Linked DNA regions of Mus musculus: region 1 is linked to region 2. The links are chromatin contacts, called in public Micro-C maps. All regions are on one chromosome and are shown on one strand. Each heading gives the region's core, a stretch centred on a gene start, on an enhancer-like site or on the middle of the called end of the contact. The rest is flanking DNA. Distances are from core to core; before and after follow the strand shown.

What was found. A called contact is a pair of places that touch in the nucleus more often than the background predicts.
Region 1: a contact with region 2 is called in a Micro-C map of the AtT-20 cell line, with 5 times the contacts expected there. The contact joins two enhancer-like sites. A contact is called at or near these places in 13 of 484 Hi-C or Micro-C datasets (the AML12 cell line, the AtT-20 cell line, the N1E-115 cell line and 9 more) and 3 of 115 datasets of contacts at active chromatin or transcription factors (embryonic forebrain, embryonic stem cells and neural progenitor cells).

The regions. Positions count from the first base shown.
Region 1 is chr4:82,285,575-82,290,473 of GRCm38.p6, reverse strand. Nfib (nuclear factor I/B) reads left to right here. Exons shown (of 12, transcript NM_001113209.2): 12 at 1-301. Among named protein-coding and RNA genes, the nearest start is that of Nfib, 220 kb to the left of the region's middle. Within about 2 kb of position 2,088, at least 21 of the 459 cell types and tissues checked have an H3K27ac peak or open chromatin away from gene starts, as enhancers often do. A contact at or near this core is called in the AtT-20 cell line, where this site is marked.
Region 2 is chr4:81,563,523-81,568,037 of GRCm38.p6, reverse strand. No RefSeq gene overlaps it. Among named protein-coding and RNA genes, the nearest start is that of Mpdz, 120 kb to the right of the region's middle. Within about 2 kb of position 1,812, at least 32 of the 459 cell types and tissues checked have an H3K27ac peak or open chromatin away from gene starts, as enhancers often do. A contact at or near this core is called in the AtT-20 cell line, where this site is marked.

The DNA.
Region 1 (4,899 bases), core at 839-3,338, 720 kb before region 2:
CTTACTTAATTTCTGGAGTTCGGGCCTCTGGGATAGGCCCCAGACTGGGCCGGAATGTTAGTGAAGGTTTTATTGTGCCCGGTTGGAGGATAATGTTCTTTGTGTACTTTTTGTGGGTCGCAAATGAACTCGATTGCCACAAGTTTTAAACTGGTGTAAATCAAGCTTGACTTAATGTGATTGTTACTGTTATATCCAGCCTATACTGCTAGCAGCTGCTCATACTGCAGTCAATTACTGGAAGCGGATATATTTCCTATGCAAAAACTGTTTAAAACAATAAAATGAGCTATGCTACAGACTCTGGCCTCGTGTTTTATTTTTCTCAATGTCTTGATGCTCTTTCAGCATGAATGCTGGGTCAGTAGGATTTTGAAAGTTGATCCTGGCCCTTACATTTGGACGTTGGGTGACACCAGCTTACTTTCCAGCAGCTGGGAGGGTTAATATTTCAGTTCAGTGCTGAACTGCTTATCTGTGTAGTTCCTCCTCCCACGATTTTTTCAGCAGTGATAATGAAAATACAAGTGCAGGTACAGAATTTCAGACCCAGAACACCCTTTGAGCTGCGACTTGAAGACAGCGTGTGCCACAGAGACCAGACTGTGGTCTGTTGGACAGAAAGCCACAAGGACCCACACACACACACACTGTAAAGGGAAGGGAAACCCTTGCCCCTCCCTGTGACTGTGGGTTTAGTGGTTATATGAACACTGTAGAATTTTGTTCTGCAAATATCTGCGAAAGGGTATCGTCTTAGGTTTCAAAGAGAGCGCAGAACTTTAGGGCAAGCAGAGCTGATATTCTCTTTCTGAGCCAAGGGCCAGGTTAGAATCCACTCTCACTGAATGCATCGTCCAAGAATGGAGTCAGCTGGAGTTCAATAATAGCTTATTGAAAAGGAATGAGTTTAAATGGTTCCCCGATCTGTTTGAGTGATGTGCATAAATAAAATTAAAAGGTAATGCGAGCTTCTTTGAAAAGAGAGAGAGAAAATGCCTGGAATTTCACCATCGTAACAAAAACTTGCTGAGGCACATCTGAGATCCTTGATGGCTTCCTTTTGCAACCCCAGACCAGTTTTGTATGGTGTGTTCACCCTGTTATGTCTAGGGTTCTGTGGACATTATTTGGCTATGCTAACAGGAAATGTAACATCTTTGATGGACTTTGATGAGAGACTAACTGGATTTCTTAGAAGAATAAGAACTTTTCAAATGTGAAAATATCACTGAAATTGAAAGAAATTACCTATAAAGAAATGTTTTGCCTCTATAAAACTTTGGTTTCTCTTGGCACCAATTAAGATTTAGAGGTAGATAAAGATAGTGGTTCCAGAGGAGGTGGCAGAAACAGCCAAGTCTCGTTTTAAATCCTAAAGCCAGTCATCAGCTGTACAGTGGCTTATAACCTTTCTTTTCTTCGGTTCCCTTATTCATAAAGGTAGTTATCGATGAGAATGCCTGTGTGCTTCTGAGGCTGAAAGAAGAAATAATTTTTTGCAGGTACAGCTCTCTGCAAAATACCTTGTAGGTATTGTAATACAATATGATTTACACATCAGTCAAGGATGTACAGGTCACTTTTTTTCTCAGTGAAGACAATTATTTTTATCAGTCAGTTTTTGTCATTGGGATAGAAGAAATAATAGAATTTCTTATAGCTTGGAGTCATTACTTTCTTGTATCACTGTTAGCTTTAATTATATGGCAGCCAGCAAATCTCTCCTGGCAGACATGCCCACAGACTCCTTCCAGACCATGTCTTAAGTAGAAACCATGCCTGTAGATGATCTTATCATACTTTCTATAAGTTCTCTTCAGGTGATGTCAATATTTTCCTTTCTCTGGGATGAGAGAAAAGCATGGATTTCATAAGTGTGTTAATTCCCTAAGTGGTGTTCATTAAAGGAGACAGAACTCAAAAGGGATAAAATGTATGTAAGAAAAGTCCCAAGTCATGAACAGATGTAGTTGAGGGAAAAAGCATAAGGCAAAGATGCAGTGACTCACCTCCTCCCTCCAGCAAGCTGGTGGGTGCCATTTGTGTTTCTTCCATGGGACTTGCCACTCTTTCCTCCTAAAAGGGAAGGGGGAGGGGAGGGCTAGACCCAGATAGGACATCTGGCAACACTGGGAAAGACTGGTGGAGACTGGGAGCTCCAGGATTGCCAGTTTTATCTGGGGGAACTCCCACAGATTCCTTACACGATGCAACAACTACAGGAAGTTGGGCCATCTCCGTTGATGGAATGAATCCCCTTTCCTGTGTTGTCCCTTCTCTCCCAGCTCACTAGGCTCTACATGCCCCAGTGTTCTCCCTAGATTGGGCAGATTAACCATTCCACTCAGGGTTGGCACATCTCAGGCTTATTGTCTCTTGTTCAGAGTGGCCCATCCCTCCACGTCTACAGTATACTCTTAAACAGCCCAGTCTGCTGGATTCTGATACAATCCAAGTAACTCACGTGAAGGCCTGAATAGTAGTCTTAAAAGCAGAGTGGAGGCTGGACAGTTACTTTTGCCAAGAGACAATTACTTGCTATCTTTGATACAGATGGTGTGACTGTGGGTCAATTTGGGTCTACAGTCTCTGACACCTCTTTACCCCCATAGTAAAGGTTAGGAATGCAAATGGATACAGGCAGAGAGCACAATCGGGTAAGCAGGCAGAATTCACGGATGGGAAGCATGGACTTCCAATGTCCTGGGAAGGGACAGTCATGTCAACAGTAGCAGCTGAAAGCTATATACAGTTCATGAGTACAGCTTTTATGAGGCTCAATGCTTCCTGGAAACATCCACCACAATAGTGTGGCCTTTGAGGAAAATGTGTAGAGCATGTATCATTTATAGCTCAGGGTACCATTGGGCCCCAGCACCTGTGCCAGCAGTCCTTTGCTCCACAGGTGCAGAAGACAAGAGAATCTCAGAAAGAGACCAGAATCCTCTGTCAACCCTACCTTGGACTTTACCATGCTTATTTCTCACAATTATTCTTCCTCACATTGCCAAATTCTCTGTTTATATAAAACTAATGTGCTTTTTAAATATTACTTGCTCAGAGAAGGAAATAAGAGAAATTACAATAATGGAATCATAGCATTGTAAGAACCCAGGTAAAACTTTTAAAAATATTCACTTAAGCTATTCCCTGCTCTGTTTTATAATAATAACAAAAATTAAGATTTAAGTTAATCAGCATTTTCAAATATCCCTATTACCGAGACTTATCAAGTAGAGGCCAGTGCTGGAGTCGAGAGGACACACTGGGGCTGGAGAGATGGCTCAGCAGTTAAGAGCATGTGGTGCACATGCAGAGCATTTGTGTTGCATTCCTAACACCCACAAGGTGGCTGGCTACTTTATCTCCATTTCCAAAGGATCCAACACCCTCTTCTGGCCCAGTAGCCACACATGTGGTACACAGACAAAATACAGGCAAAACACCCCATGCACATTGTATATGTAAATATAGAAGTACATTTTAAATTAGAATTAATTATTTCTATGCCAGAAGCTGTTGGTTCCTGTTTTATGAAGTATTTCATGTAAACTGGAATGTTAAGAATGGGCAAAAATGAGGCTACCATATGGGCATATGCTCAGCCATGCCATTAGCTGTGAACTTTTGTGAAACCACGATGACACCATTTTATTGCTTACCAGCTACTTGGTCAGATTATAGATGGAAGACACAGATAAGGACATTCTGTCTTATTTGTAAACAAAGATTTTTCTGCAGACTTGTTAGGGAGGCAAGTTTTAAAAGAGAAATAATAAGCTCCTTACCTGTCTTTATTTGGGGAGAACCACAGAAGCAAACTAGAAAGGGATCAGTGACCTTTCATGAATTCAAAGACTGGGCGTTACATGACCTGGAAAAAGCAAGAATCATATTAACTAAGAAAAAAATATAAAAAAACAAAACATTGTAAATGTTCCAAAATAAACAAAAATAGGGAAGAAATAAAATAAAATTATAATATTTTATTATAAACCTCTTAATCTTATTTTTTAGCTGTTGTGTCACTGGCATCAAAGGAAACAGTTAAAGAACTCAGCAGAAAGAACTACATAAGACTTACCAAAGGAGTAAAGGTGTTGGGCAATAAAAGTCATTGATTTATTTTGAAGCTTGGCATAAAACTTGTCCTAGTACCAGAACGTAGAGGAATGATCTTTCCTGTGAGAACAGAAGCCTACCGTGTATAGTAGGGTCCTACTCAAGTTCCCGAAAGTTGTCTTAAGTAGACTGTGTTCTGCCTTAGCTTGTGTCCTAGCTGAGAGCAGGGTACCTGGTGGTGCCGAAGTCCACATGAGTCTGTGGCTTTTTCTCTACAACTTCTGGAACATCATTACTTCAGGAAGTCCCTCAGGTGAGAAGTTTCCAGGCATGTTCCCCATCTAGCTTAAAAGAAGTTGGTGAGAAGAAGTTAGTCAAATTCATGTTAGACATCACCACCAAGCTACCAACCTCATGACCACCCCGTTAAGAGGAATGAAGTTGGATTTGAAGAGATATCTTGGTAGTTAGGGGCACTTGCTACTCTCACAGAGGACCCAGGTTTGGTTCTCAGCACCCACATGTGTGGTGTCTTACAACCATCTCTAACTTCACTGTCAGGAGATATAGAACCCTCTCCTGGCCTCCTCCATCAACAGGCATATTGCATACATGCGAGCACTCACATACACATTTTTTAAAAGGGTAATGAGGTTACCAAAATGAAGATGGCACTGCCAAAAATGATGGTGGTGGTAGGAACTGTTTTAAATACCAGTGAGAGATGGTCTTGCTGGCAGCTAGATACTTACTCTTAAAAGGAGGGCAGGAGTTAAAGTCTGGCACACACAGCATCTTATGCAGGACCTGCAAGTCTCATGAAAGGTAAGTACT
Region 2 (4,515 bases), core at 563-3,062:
GGCAGAAATGTGTGGTGGGTTTATCCTGAACAGCGTGCTCCCCCACCCCCTCAACCACACATGTGCTAGCAGGCTCTTACACACACACACACACACACACACACACACACACAATTCCATGCTGAGCATCCTAGTCTCCACCATCACCAGAGGAAAGAGAAGCCCCGAGATTTGGAACCCAGAATGAGCAGTTGACAGGAGTGGAGAACAACTCCTAATCTTACATGCAACACTGTTGGAGGAGTGTCTGTAGCCTCCTCCAGACCCAAGTTTCTCTTGTCAATTTGGTATCAAAAGGTTTGTGCATGCATGAAATTCAAAATGATTTATTGTTCATATACTGCTTTATTTAGTTGCTTAATAGGTTGATGGATGTGCAAAGGTCCTACATAAAGCAGAGGCCTCTTTTTTTTTTTTCCCAAAAGGAAAAAAAAAGTAAAGAAATAGATTGCCACCAGGAGTTTCATCCCATAGTAAAGACAGCCCTTCTAAGCTGGCTTGTGTTTGTAAAGAGTTCCCTTTGTCTCTTGCCTGCTACCTATCTCTGATATTTAGTAGTACACAATGCTACTACACCTTAGACACTACGGGAAGTGACAGGGATGAAGAGAACAAATATCCGGAGTACACCCTGGAGTTCTTTCTAAGCTCCATCCAATCTGTAGTAGGCAGTTCTTTCTTGGTGGAGCTTGGGGTAAAACAGACTTGCCCATCTCCAACAACAGAAGTCATTAGCATCCCATGGCCTCCCTTCTCTACGGAGAGAGATGCAGGGAGGGAAATCCTCTATGCTGGCTTCCTCCGTTGTGCCTCTTATCATTTGGTTCTTTTGCAGACACTGGACTACTTTCATTTTATAAGGACGCACTCCTCCCCAACTAGCATAGGTAATAAAATGAAATTCTCTAAAAACGTGGAAAAGATGGCTGTCAGAGAAGTTCCACCAACCTTTTACTAGCCTGTCTTGAATTTTATTTATTACTTCATTAGAGGTTCTAATATTTTGATTCAGTCTTGGTGAATAGGAGTCAAACTAGGGAGGGGCAAATTTGTTTATAGCAAGTGGCGGTTGAATTTGTGCAGAACTCTTACTCGATCAATGTTCCGTGCAAGCGACATTTGCACAGGCTCTCTGTAACCTCTTTTCCAAACAAACTCTAATTTGACATAATGCAGTGGAGAATGGCACCAGTCATCGGCTTTGCGTCAGAAACGCATTTTATTTGGATTCAATTCAGACTTAACGAACTGGTTCCCGTAAATGCAGCAGATGGGATTGAGGCAAATGGAACCCTGTGTGGGGCCTCACGCCCGGCAACCACGGCTGCTCCCCTGCATGCAAGCCTTCCCTGAGCTAGTTGGTTAGCTAGTTAGCTAATTGGTTAGGCTCATTCCAGCTGAAACTGGGTTTATAATTTTCAGAGTTCTCTTACCAGTCCACCAAACTGAGGCTTGAGAAGTGACAGTCCAGCAAAAGCCGCTAGATAACGTCCTTCTCTCTCTGCCCCACTGATTCGTGTGAAGAACGTTGCCAGAAGATGGCCCAACGGTTTATAAAGTTGGCAAAGCTATTGCCAGACCTTTTCTTCTAAAGGTCAATTAAAAATGCTAGCTGTACTGTAAACAGAATTCTTCATAGAAGAAGACCACACGGTACCCAGAGTGGTCTCTTAATACAAAATATCAATTCGATTTTCCTCAGGAGATTCACTCTCCTTTTGCAATGCAAATATTTTCAAGTGTACTAAACACGTTTTAGCACCTCAACATAGGCACTAAAACTATTTGCATGCAAAATTACCCAGAGTAGGCAGACAGGCACAAGCTTATGCTAGCACCATATGTGCTGAAGAATTCGAGCCAGAAAACAGCTAGTACTGGACGGTATTTACAATTTAAATTTAATTTTACATTATTATTCAAATGAGCATTTATATATAAGTCTCTATTAAAATTAATGCTTCACATGGAACAAAATTTTCACCTAAAATTATACTTGCAATAGTACTGGGCCTTTTTGCCCAGCTATCTAGATCATTTAAGAACCACAAAGCATTTCTATTTGTTTTTCGATTCTACCTGAACGACAGAGTCACGCTTTTCCTATGAGAATGAAAAGTAAAACTAATCTCGATTGGAAGGCCGGAAATCAACACAAGCACAGACCAACCCTGACACACTAAAGAGTGTAAACGATCGGAGAGAACCCGATGCTGCCTGATGATATCATAGTTCTTTTCTACCTTTCCACTAAAACGCCAACGATCTCTTTCCCTTTGCCTTCCAACAAGTTCCATGTGTTTTGTGAACAGTGACATGCCTTTGGCTTGATGTTTTGTTTGCAAAATGCAATGTGTTTTACTGTCCCCAGAAAGTAGCACTTCTTTGTATACTCAGAAACACGATCAACTGCATGCCCTGTTTTGTGCAACCCAGGGAAGGAGCCTTCCACCCTGGGCAACAGCGGTATGTGTGTGAGGGGTGCCTCAGAAGCCGTTGCTACAATACCACAAACAGAAGGCTGCCTCCTTCACTGTCCCCGAGAGTCATTTTCTATTTTAGGATTGGTAAAGTGGTAAGTCTTTAATGTCACTGATTTAAACGCTGCGCACTTTACGTTCATCTTCACTTTACAGAGAAAACTCTAGATGGATCAGAAGCCAGCATTCATTTTGCTCACCTGGGCTGCTTGGCTGTGTATTTATTCTTGGAGGCCCTTTGAAAATAAAGTCTCCATCCTCTCTTCATTGGTTCCCCACAGATCCACGGTTTCCTACTTACAGCTAGTGCACACACATCATAGAGGTATCAGCCAAATAAATACAAAACTTGAGTGGGGTTCTTAGAGATTGTTATTTTGTAGTCTATTTTAATGAAAGTCTATGAACCAAAAGTAGAAATATCCTTCAAATACTGGGACTGTGGTAATCTTTATAGCCTGTGGCCAAGGAACTCAAACTGGAATAGAAGGAATAGAATAACTTTTTAAAAATTAAGGATAAAAATAGTGTCAAATGTACCTAGAATCTTAACTGCAAAACATATTTACTCCTGGATTAACTATAATAAATTTTACCTTAAACCTAGCAAATAGAATGTTTCTTTTGAAAAACTTAAAAAGTAGGGCTCTAAGGCTAATGTCTCTTTTGCCTTCTTTTCTCCCCCTTTTTCTTGAAAACCACAGGAAGCTGCCTTCTTCCCCGACTTGCAATCAGTCTCCAAAATGTTGAATCATTGCCTGGATGCATGAACTCAACTGTGTGCAGCTTTAATGTATAGCAGCCAACATTTCTATACATAAGTACTCTCAAAGGGGCTCAGAGGAGAACTAGAGACCTTTGGTTCTGTGGGTTTAATGGGAATGGAAAATCTCCACGTTTACACATCTATTCTCACATATTAATATCATTACATTTAAACGGAGGTTTGATTTCAAACATTGAATTAATTAAGAAGGGAACATCTACGGTATTAGAAAGCCAAATCAAATGCCAACAGCGCCCTCTACTGACTTCTAAAAGAAAACTTTTTTTTTTTTTTTGTCTAGCAACAGAAAGAAAATTTCTGTTTATTTACTTAGCGAAGCACCCAGACACCAAATTAAATGTCTTAGAAAATACCAAATCCCTTGGTAAACCTGAAGGAAAAATGCGAAGAATTTTATAAATAGAAATCAGCAGTCATGTGGATGCTCCACTACCAATAAAAATTTCCTGTTCCACTAACAAATTGTGAACCATTTCCTAGCCTGGGAGCCTTTATTACAGTCAGGGCAAAAGCTAAAAAACAATTAGGGTTGGGTTAACATTCGCATTTACTACCACCAGGCACAAATATGAAACTTGGATTCCGAAAACTGAGAAGTCTTAATGGAAGTTTCAGATTCTTACATTATACTTCCATGCTTCTTGCTGTGTTAAAAAAAAAAAAAAAAATCCAAGCTCTTTCTTTATGGTTATTTCTTTTAGGAACCATAGATCATTTCTAATTCTCACACAACTTTGAGGCAAAGATACACTGGGTTCTTTTACTAAGTGCTAACATTTGCTGCAATGGGTATTTTAATTAAGGCAATCAAAGAACTGAAAAATAAAATAAAAAATATGTTCCTGCCAAAGCCCTTGCTCCAGACTTCGTGGAGACTGCCACGGTCTACACCTGCAATGAATCTCATTGGTCTCACTCCGTGAGTGCTGCCGCTGCCTTAAATCCCCCCACGCACTGCAGCGTTGGCCACATTTTTATGCAGCCTGGCTCCCTGCTCTGAAGCAGAACTCCTGAACAGCACATTCTGATGTTCTCCAGTCTCACTCACTTCACCAAGTGAGACCTGACAAGCTTTACACGAGAGGCGGGTGTGAGAGAGTCAGGAATGTTGGTGTGAAGGCACCAGAAGGCAAAGCAAGCGTTTCCTACTGACAGAGGAAGGAGCAGAGTGGCCTGAGCTTGCTGCGTGGATGCTCTGGCTCCACTGCACAGGCTTTCCCCGACGACCCTCCCTCACCTCCACCAGTC